Linked DNA regions of Callithrix jacchus: region 1 is linked to region 2. Evidence: chromatin contacts called from public Hi-C data. All regions are on one chromosome and are shown on one strand. The core of a region is the stretch at or near the end of the contact, and the rest is flanking DNA. Distances in the headings are between cores, read along the strand shown. Region 1 holds the start of RPP14 (ribonuclease P/MRP subunit p14). Region 2 has its middle 30 kb from the start of DNASE1L3.

Evidence for each region. Hi-C and Micro-C count contacts between places; a contact is called where the count stands out from the background.
Region 1: a contact with region 2 is called in a Hi-C map of induced pluripotent stem cells, with 5 times the contacts expected there. The contact joins the promoter of RPP14 here to the enhancer-like site in region 2. A contact is called at or near these places in 2 of 3 Hi-C or Micro-C datasets (induced pluripotent stem cells and skeletal muscle).

Annotation. Positions count from the first base shown.
Region 1 is chr15:40,098,084-40,103,109 of calJac240_pri, reverse strand. RPP14 (ribonuclease P/MRP subunit p14) reads right to left here and starts at 1,689. Exons shown (of 6, transcript XM_017964996.4): 1 at 1,621-1,689.
Region 2 is chr15:39,978,771-39,983,762 of calJac240_pri, reverse strand. No RefSeq gene overlaps it. Among named protein-coding and RNA genes, the nearest start is that of DNASE1L3, 30 kb to the left of the region's middle. Within about 2 kb of position 2,927, at least 3 of the 16 cell types and tissues checked have an H3K27ac peak or open chromatin away from gene starts, as enhancers often do.

The DNA.
Region 1 (5,026 bases), core at 440-2,939, 120 kb before region 2:
ATCATCATCTTTAAAGTAGTTTTGTTTGTTTTGAGATGGAGTCTCACCCTGTTGCCCAGGTTGCAGTGCAATGGCGCTCACAGCTCACTGCGACCTCCGACTCCCAGGTTCAAACGATTCTCCCGCCTCAGCCTCCCGAGTAGCTGGGATTACAGGTGTGTGCCACTATGCCCAGCTAATTTTTGTATTTTCAGTAGAGATGAGGTTTCGCCATGTTGGCCATGTTGGTCTCGAACTTCTGACTTCGTGATCCACCCGCCTTGGCCTCCCAAAGTGCTGGGATAAAGTCAGGCTTTTTGTTCGTTTGTTTTGAGGTGGAGTCTCACTCTGTCACCCAGGCTGGAGAGCAGTGATGCCATCTCGGGTCACTGCAACCTCTGCTCTTGAGGTGAAGCAATTCTCCTGCCTCAGCCTCCCGAGTAGCTAGGATTACAGGCGGACGTCACTATGTCCAGCTAACTTTTATAATGGGGTTTCACCATGTTGGCTCAGGCTGGTCTCGAACTCCTGGCTTCAAGTGATCCGCCGGCCTCGGCCTTGTGAAGTGCTGGGAATACAGGCGTGAGCCACCATGCCCGGCCTAAAGTCAGTCTTTTATAGAGGCTGCAGGGATGCTCCTAAACTGATTGCCCCTACTCTCCATCTCTACGGCAGCCAGTGAGTCTATTAACATCTACTCAAGCTACATCATTTCTCTGCTCAAAACCTTGCTATGGTTCCCGTTTTAGCCAGAGTAAGGCTGAAGTCCCTAGAGCAGCCTGCAAGGCGCTGCCTGATCCACAGGGCTGCTCTCTCCACAGCTCTGACCTCAGGCCCTGCCATTCTCCCTCCACTCAATCCCCACCACCACCCAGGTCTAGCCTAGCCCTTTCTAATGCGCCAGTCTCGCTCCCGCCCCTGGGCCTCGGCTCTAGCTTTTCCCCACGCAGGGAATGCTCTTCCTCCAGGGAGCCACCTGGCTCAAACCCTTGCCTCCTTCCTGGCTTAGCTCAAATCTCACTCGCTTTGGCCCATGCCCTTCTCAGCTAACACCGCATCCCACTCCATGCCCCGTCCCTTTCTTCTTCCTAGCCTTTTTCTACGACAATTATGTAACCCGTTTATCTTTATCTGTACTTCCCTCCCCCACCCCAACAGAAAGTCGACTTCCAGAATCCGTGTAGTTCACTGCTGTCGGCCCTAAAACACTAGCAACGTACAGTTTTTGAACTAAATCAATTAATCACTTTAAAAAGTTAAATTTCCCTACTCTTGACCACTTGGGCGGCTTTCAATTTTTTTCAGCAACCACCACTCAGCGCTCACCTCGCGCCGGACGCATGAAGTATGCACAGGACACGGTTTCGAGGTCCCGCCCGGGCCTAGCAGCCACCCTCTGCGATCGAGACCCAACGCGGCACCGTACGGAGGCCTTCGACACCCGGGGCCGAAGAGGACAAGCAGCCAACGCCGCGCCGCCCGACCCGCGCATGCGCTGCCGGCGGGGCCGACAGAGACGGCTTCCGGACAACAACCGCTCTCTGGAGGGCTTCTACCTACCCAGTCTCCGTCGGACTAACTAGCCTGACGCCTGCCCAGTCTCCTATTCCCCGTAAGCACCCGTCAAGGCTTGCGGCTCACCGGCAGCAGAAAGAGCTGGGCCTGGGAAACTCATGGTGTCTTTACGTTTGGCTCTCCTCGCCCCGCCCCGCCGTGCGTGACGTCCCGGCGGATATGACGACACCGTGCGGCGTCTTCCTACGGACCCAGGCGCGAATCCTGATCCGGAGCTGAGAGGGGCCGAGCTCGGCGCCCTCTGGTGTCCACTCCGGGAAAGCGGTGTATGCAATTTGCTTAGGGTGCTGTTTAGGGCGTGTTTATTCTGCCCTGAATGTGCTTCATAGTCATCCATTTCTTCATGCATTCATTCATTCATTGAACAATTGTTTTGTTGGCTTTTTGAGACAGTTTCACTCTGTCGCCCAAGCTGGAGTGCACTGGCGTGGAGTAGCTGGGACTACAGATATGGGCCACCATGCCCGGCTAAGTTTTGTATTTTTAGTAGAGACGGGGTTTCACCATGTTGGCTAGGCTGGTCTCACACTCCTGGCCTCAAGTGATCTGCCCGCCTCTCCCTCCCAAACTGCTGGGATTACAGACGTGAGCAACCGCGCCCAACTCATTCTACAAATTTATTTATTTATTTATTTTTGAGACGGAGTTTCGCTCTTGTTACCCAGGCTGGAGTGCAATGGCGCGATCTCGGCTCACCGCAACCTCCGCCTCCTGGGTTCAGGCAATTCTCCTGCCTCAGCCTCCCGAGTAGCTGGGATTACAGGCACACGCCACCATGCCCAGCTAATTTTTTGTATTTTTAGTAGAGACGGGGTTTCACCATGTTGACCAGGATGTTCTCGATCTTTTGACCTCGTGATCCACCCGCCTCGGCCTCCCAAAGTGCTGGGATTACAGGCTTGAGCCACTGTGCCCAACCTGCAAATTTATATCTAGCATCTCCTCTTCTCAATATCTCCTGTGTCAAGCACTCCCCAAAGACAGGACCCACTCTCATTGTCTCTTGTGACTCCCAGCACATAGTAGGTGTCCTATCTAGGTCGACCTGAAAAGACCTAAAAAGTTAAGACTTACTTTGTGCCAGGCACTGTGCAAACTATTTTACACATATTGTCTCATGTAACCCTCACACAATCCTGAGATGGCTATTACTATGATCATCACCATTTTAGAGGTGGAAACTGAGGCACAGGCTAGGCGCTGTGACCCATGTCTATAATTCCAGCCCTTTGGGAGGCTGAGGTGGGCAAATCACTTGAGGCCAGGAGATCAAGACCAGCCTGGCAAACATGGTAAAACCTGGTCTCTACTAAAAATACAAAAATTAGCTAGGTGTTGTGGCGCACACCTGTAGCTCCAGCTACTTGGGAGGCTGAAGCAGGAGAATCGCTTGAACCCAGGAGGCAGAGGTTGCAGTGAGCCGAGATCACACCACTGCACTCCAGCCTGGGCAGCAGAATGAGACTCTGCCTAAAACAAAAAGAAACCAAAGCACAGAGAGGCAAAGTTATTTGCTCAAGATCACAGTTATAAGCGGTGGCCTGGGCTGTCTGATTCTAGCCAGTGCTGTCCACACTGCACTGTATTATCACCAATTTAGGAGCTGCAGTGGGAAGGGAACCTTTAGTGTAAGCCCCATGAGGATGTGGCCTTGTCTGTGTTGCTCACCACTGCATCCCAGTTCCTGGCACCCAGTGGTGACCCAGCATCTGTTTATTGAACACATTCATTGGTAAATGGATATGCTGGTTCTGCCTGGGTTGGGGGCAAAGGGTTGCCTTGCACAGGACAGCTGAGTCAGCAGAGATCTCCTTCCTCAATTCTTTTCTCAAAATCCCACTGTGTTGTGTCCAGAAGCTTCAGTCCTTGGCCATGGCTATGCTCTCCAGTTCTGCGGTTCCTACTTCCCTTTTTTCTTCCCTCAGAGGAGACAGGGCTTGTTCCAGATGTGGGAAGAGGTGGAGAAAGCAAACACAGAACCCACAGACCCTGGCATTTGCTTTCTCAAAGCAGCTTGATTTCAGAAGCTGCCAGAACTTGCTTCAAATACATTCTGCCACTTACCCAGCTCCCTCATCTGTCACATGGAGAGACTATTAGCATCTTCCTCACAGAGTTGAGGAGAAAAGGGTCGATGGTATAAAGTGTCTGGCATCCCAGGAAACCCTCAGTAATAGGAGAGGGTTCCTGTCAGCCAGCTGCCTGGGAAACGTATCCTGCCAGGCGGCCCAGGAAATCCAGAGCCGCTCCTGCATTTTGAACTTGAAGGAACAATGGATAATTTTCACCCTGCTGCAACAAACCCTGAAAATGAAGTACCTTCCCAGTTGCCTGAATTCTCTCATGCTGTCTTATTAATTCAGAGTGGAAAATAAAAGAGATGCATTTGAATGATAAAGACAAAAAAACTTTAGTTTTTCGGCCAGGTATGGTGGTTCACGCCTGTAATCCCAGCACTTTAGGAGGCCGAGGCAGGCAGAACACCTGAGGTCAGGAGTTCAAGACCAGCCTGGCCAACATGGTGAAATCCCATCTCTACTAAAAATATAAAAATTAGCCGGTTGTGGTGGTGGTGTGCACCTGTAATCCCAGGTACTTGGGAGGCTGAGGCAGGAGAATTGCTTGAGCCCAGGAGGCAGATGTTGCAGTGAGCCAAGATCAAGGCACTGCACTCCAGCCTAGATGACAGAGTAAGACTCTGTCTCAAAAAACAAACTGTTTTTCAACTAAATTTTATTTAAAAACATTTTTTTTTAACAGTGTCTCACTATCACCCAAACAGGGTAGTACAATGATGTGATATTGGCTCACTGCAGCCTCAACCTCCCAGGTTCAACCAATCCTCCTGCCTCAGCCTCCCAAGTATCTGGGACTACAGGCACGTGCCATCATGCCCAGCTAATTTTTAACTTTTTTGTTGAAACGGGATCTCGCCATGTTGCTCAGGCTGGTCTTGAATTCCTAGGCTCAAGAGATCCTTCTAGGTTGGCCTCCCAAAATGCTGGGATTACAGGTGTAAGCCACCTCACCATGCCTAAATTTTAGTTTTTGAATAGGTCCTGCAGGCTTACAGCATACATTTCAAATGACATAAAGGGATAAATATTAAAAAGTGAGTCTCCCTTCCACCTCCTCCCGTCAGCCCCTCCCCTCTCCAGGAGCAACCACTGGTATGAGTTTCTTAAGTGTCCCCTGAGAAATATATGAGGGCTTTTCCCTCTTGACGATATATCTACACATTGCTCTAAATCAAAACACACAAAGCTGCTTCAGTCTTTTTTACTTTTTTTGGAGAGAGGGTCTCAGTTTGTAGTACAGGCTGGAGTACAGTGGTGCAAACATAGGTCACTGCTGCCCCGAACTCCTGGGCTCAAGTGATCCTCCTGCCTCAGCCTCCAGAGGAGCTGAGACTACAGGCATGTGACACCATAACCAGCTAATTTTTTTTTTTTTTGAGACAGTCTTGCTCTAT
Region 2 (4,992 bases), core at 1,678-4,177:
GTACCCCCTGATTCCAAATCAAGTTCTCATCCCTAGTCCATGTTCATTCATTTGCTCCTTTATTCCACAGTCAAGTACTAGCCCCAGGCTGGGAGCTGGGAGGGCATGAATAATGTTAACTAACAAGTCTTGGTACCCAAAGGACTTCCCAGGCCAGATGCATATACAAGGAATGGCGATTCCGTGAGTCCGGTGCTTCTGTGGACTCGAAAACCTGCAGAAGAATGACGGTAGGCTCAACTAGTCTTCTTGGAGGCTTTTTGGAAGACTTCCCAGAAGAGGTGATGTGTGAAATTTTATCAGGGTGGGGCAGGAGGAGGAGCATCCCAAGTGGAGAGAGCAGAGCAAGCAAAGGAAGGTACATAAGCACATCCCCAGGGTCCGTGTGCTTAGGGGAAGGTGATCCAGTTCCATGAGCCAGGGAGTGAAGGACGGTGAAGGATGAGGCTGGGAGAGAGGCCGGGCCTGCCTGCCTGCCTGCCTGCCAGAGGCCTGCAATGGCAAGATGGTGGTAGCCCTTACCCACATGCCAGTTGTACTCCCAGGATGACATGACCAGGCACTGGAACTTCTCCTCAGGCTCCAGCCGATGCTGTGCCTGGAGATACAGGGCCTGGTCTTGGCCATCGTGGGAGATGCCTTAGAAGAGCAGCTGCAGGGTTCCTCGGGAGACCTGCCCCATTTTTAAGCCCTCTGGCCTGGTCTGGCCTCCTGGCCCCTGAGTTGCTTTTCGGGCCTCCCAGACTCTTGTCTCCCTTGGGTGGGGATGCCTGGACATCCACTCCCCTGGACAGTTGGTTCTGGCTGCCCCTGGTCTCTGGCCATCCAAGCTGTACCTCCTTGCTATTACGGGAGCTGGTGGCAGGCACCAGGCCTGCTGCCGAGGCTGACCTGGGTGGGGCCTGCTGGAGCTGCTTCCTGGGCACAGTCCCCTCTCTTAGGTACTTGTGGCCACAGTTGATCTTCCAGGCTACTCGGGTGGCAGCCTCCTTTTGGATGCACTCCTTTTAGCAGGCCTGATTCTGGGAGGTCCACAGCTCCCTTGTGGCAGGGGCAGGGAGCTGTGGGGGAGCGAAGAACCGGAAGCGTTCTTCCTACAGCTCTGCGGCCTGTGTTTGGGCTCCCAGCGCCTCATCTCCAAGGATACATGCAGCTGATGAGAGCTGGGTTGCCAAGGCCCTGACAGAGAGGAGAGGCTGAGCTGTTCTAGGGGACTTGTCGGGCCCCATAGGCAGAACAGACCAGGCTGGGGAAGGGTGCAGAGCCTGAGCCTGGCCACAACCTACCCAGGGTACCTGCCTGTCCTTCCCCCAAGGGACGGGCCCAGGCCTTTACCTTCATACCCACAGGGCCCTGGGGTGGTGCATGGGATGCTGCAGCCTCTATTCCATTCAGCAAACCCCGATGTACACCTACTATGTGCCAGGCATCCAAAGAAGGTCCAAAAAGAGGCCCCGTCTTCCCTGGGCTCGGGGAGCGCTGGACGCGCAGCTGAGGGGCTTGCCAGGGCACCTCTAGAGTCCAGCTCCTCCCACATGCAGCCCTGTCCCTTGCTAGTGGAGGGGCCTCGTCTGTGCAGCAGGGTGGGATTGGGAACCACCCTTAGTATTGGGAGAATGACATTAGACCAGCATAACAAACACTTGGGACAGTGTCAGGCTTGGAGGAAGTGCGCCCATGAGGTGCCAGGTACTAAGCTGTGCTGTGTGTGCCTTAAACCACCCTCCCCATTAGGAGGCTCTCACACCTCCCTTCCACGTGGGGCAAGGAGGCTTGGAGAAACCACGTGACTACCCCAGGGCACCATGGCTGGTATGCTTCTGCTGGCGTGTACCTATTCCATGCCAGGCCCCAGGCTGGGGACTTTACCGTTACGTCACTTAATCCTCACAGTGATTTGCAAACAGCCTGTCTTGCGTCACTTTCCCAAATGAGTAAACTGAGGAATCTCCGGGATTAACTCCAAACCCATGTCCTTGTGTTACAGACACAACATTCTCCCAGGAAGTGGGATGGGCACTTAAGAGAGGCACAGTGAGGGCGGGACAGGGGAAGATCCACCCGATGCCTCAGTGGCACCACAAAGTCAGCCTCCTGGATCTTCACACCTTCTACCTCCCTGACCAGGGAGAAGGAGGCTACCCACAGTGTGCTGGGGCCACTTGACTTCCATTCTGCTGGGTGTACTCTCATAAACATCATTAGCTTCTGACCCTGTGCCAGGCACTGAGCCAGGCTCAAAATGTAGATGAGGAAAGACAGAGCCCAGGTACTTCCTGCTTTCAGGGGTTCACCCTTTAGAAGGGGAGGCACAAGCTTAGCCAGGTTGCAGTAGTGGATCAGGGAAGGTTTCCTGGAAGAGGTGCCCTTTGACTGAGACCTGAACTATGAACAGGAGTTAGCCAAGCAAAGCGCAGGGGAAGAGCATTGCAGCCTGGGACACCCCAGTTAGAAAGGCAGAAAGGCCCCGGCTGTATATAGACTGCCTTCTGAGCCTCAGTCTTTCCACGTGTGAAATGGGCTGTGAGGGAGTTTGGGAAATCTGGGGAAGAAACTCCGGTTAAGTGGAACAGCAGGGCCTGAGCTGCCTCCCCAGGGAACGCACAGCAGTGACTGATGCACCTTCGCATGCAGGTTCCCTGCGCAGGAGCTAAGCAGCAGTTAGTCATTCTCTCCTTGCGGAGGACCTACTGTGTGTCCCGGGCTGCAAGTGGACAAACGACCAAATGCCCTGGCCTCACGAAGCTGCTCCCCCAATTCCCTGTGACTCGATGCCGCGTCTGCTCCTCCAGGATATCTCTGTGGCCGAGCCTGGCACACAGTAGGTGCCCGGGAAATGTGCTCAGGGAAATGACGCCTAGGCGCACCCCATATTGGATCTGTGGCGGGGGACGAGTGGGGACGAGGGGTGAAGGGGAGAAAGTCAGGAGTTGTGGGTTTGGGGGTAGCGGGACCCTGGGGTTAACCGGTGGCGGGCCGGGGTCTGCTGCTAGAACTCCAGACAGCCTCTCTGCCCCACCCCGAAACTGCTAAGTCCTGGGTGGGTCCGCGCCTTCCCCAACGCAGGGACTCCCCTTGGGGACGCAGTTCGCGTGTCCAAGGCGACCCCTGGCGGTCGCTGCGGCGACGACAACGCGGGCGGCTGTCTTTCCCGCCCCCAAGGCCCACGGGAGGGAACCGGGCTGGGACGGTGCAGAGAGGCTTCCAAAGGGCCCAGCCAGGCCGACGGCCAGGGAGGAGCGCCACCTTTGGCTTCTGTTCCCTGTTTCTGGAGCCATGCACAACTTCACTGTTCCTAGACAGGTTTACCGGGTTTTAACACAGCCTTGACCATTAATGACTACCTGTGTGCCCTTGGGCCAGTCACCGAACCTATTTTTTTTTTTTAAGTCTTGCTCTGTCGCCCTGGCTGGAGTGCAGCGGGGCCATCTCAGCTCACTGCAACCTCTGCTTCCTGGGTTCAAGCAACCCTCGCGTCTCAGCTCCTGGAGTAGCTGGGATTACAGGCACCTGCCACCACACTCGGCTAATTTTTCCTCCCTCCCTCCCTCCCTCCCTTCCTTCCTTCCTTTCTTCTCTGTTTCTTTCCTTTCTCTCTCTCTTTTTTTTTTGAGACGAAGTCTCACTCTGTCGCCCAGGCTGGAGGGCAGTGGCGCTATCTCGGCTCACTGCAACCTCTGCCTCCTGGGTTAAAGCAATTTCCTGTCTCAGACTCTTAAGTAGCTGGGACTACAGGCGCCCATCACCACACCCAGCTAATTTTTTTATTTTTAGTAGAGGTGGGGTTTCATTATGTTGGCCAAGCTGATCTTGAACTTCTGACCTCAAGTGATCCACCTGCCTCAGCCTCCCAAAGTTCTGGGATTACAGGTGTGAGCCACCGCACCCAGCCAGTCACCAAACCCCTCTAAGCCTTGACAAACTTTCCTGTAAAAACTGTGATAATAAGACTCAGTGCCTAGCATTAGTGTTACTTGCGATGATAATTTTCTTACTCTTAGTTTATTAATTCATTTAAACCCCATCCATCTAAGAACCCCTGGGATGGAGTGGGGGCAGCCCTCACACCTGGCACTGGCCTAGGCCTGTGCTAAGGGAAAAGGGTGAAGCTCTGAAACCAGAGGACAAGAACAGGCTGGCATGTGGGCTGGAGCCCTCCTGGGTGCAAGTGACTCACCCTTTCCCCTCCCACCTTTCTGGCCACTCCCTGAGGCCACCAACATCCCACCTCAGACAGAGTTCTGTGGTTGGCCCACCCCACCCCACCCCACCCCTCCCCACCCACTCCTACTCATCCCACCCAGCCCTAATGCCTGGCCCCACTCCGTCTGCAACACTGCACTGCTTTCCTAGGACTCTCTTATACCAATAATTGTAATTTCACGAACACTTCTCACTTCTCATGTGCTGGACACTGTCAAATGCTTTTTTTTTTTTTTTTGAGATGGAGTCTCACTCTGTCACCCAGGCTGGAGAACAGTGGTGTGATCTTGGCTCACCACAACCTCTACCTCCTGGGTTCAAGCAATGCTCCTGCCTCAGCCTCCCATCTGGGATTACAGGTGCACACCATCACACCGAGCTACTTTTTATATTTTTAGTAGAAACGGGGTTTCACCATGTTGGCCAGGTTGCTGTTGAACTTTTGACCTCATGATCCACCCACCTCAGCCTCCCAAAGTGCTGGGATTGCAGGAGCGAGCCACCACATCTGGCCTGAAATGCTATTTATGTGTGTTTTGTCAGTGAGTTCTCAGAACACTCTATGGGGGTGGGTCCTGTTACCCCATTTCATTTGAAAGAAAACTGAGGCACAGTTTTCTGTGAAGGATAAGTGACCTGCCTGCCAGAAGTCATGGCAGGGCTAGGATTTGAATCCCCAGCCCAAACTCAGAATCACCACGCTTAGTGGTTTCTCCATAAGCCTCCCTTTCCTGAGCTGGGGTGCCCCTTCCAGTCTCCCTTGGGGAGCCAAATCTCTGCAACACTCAG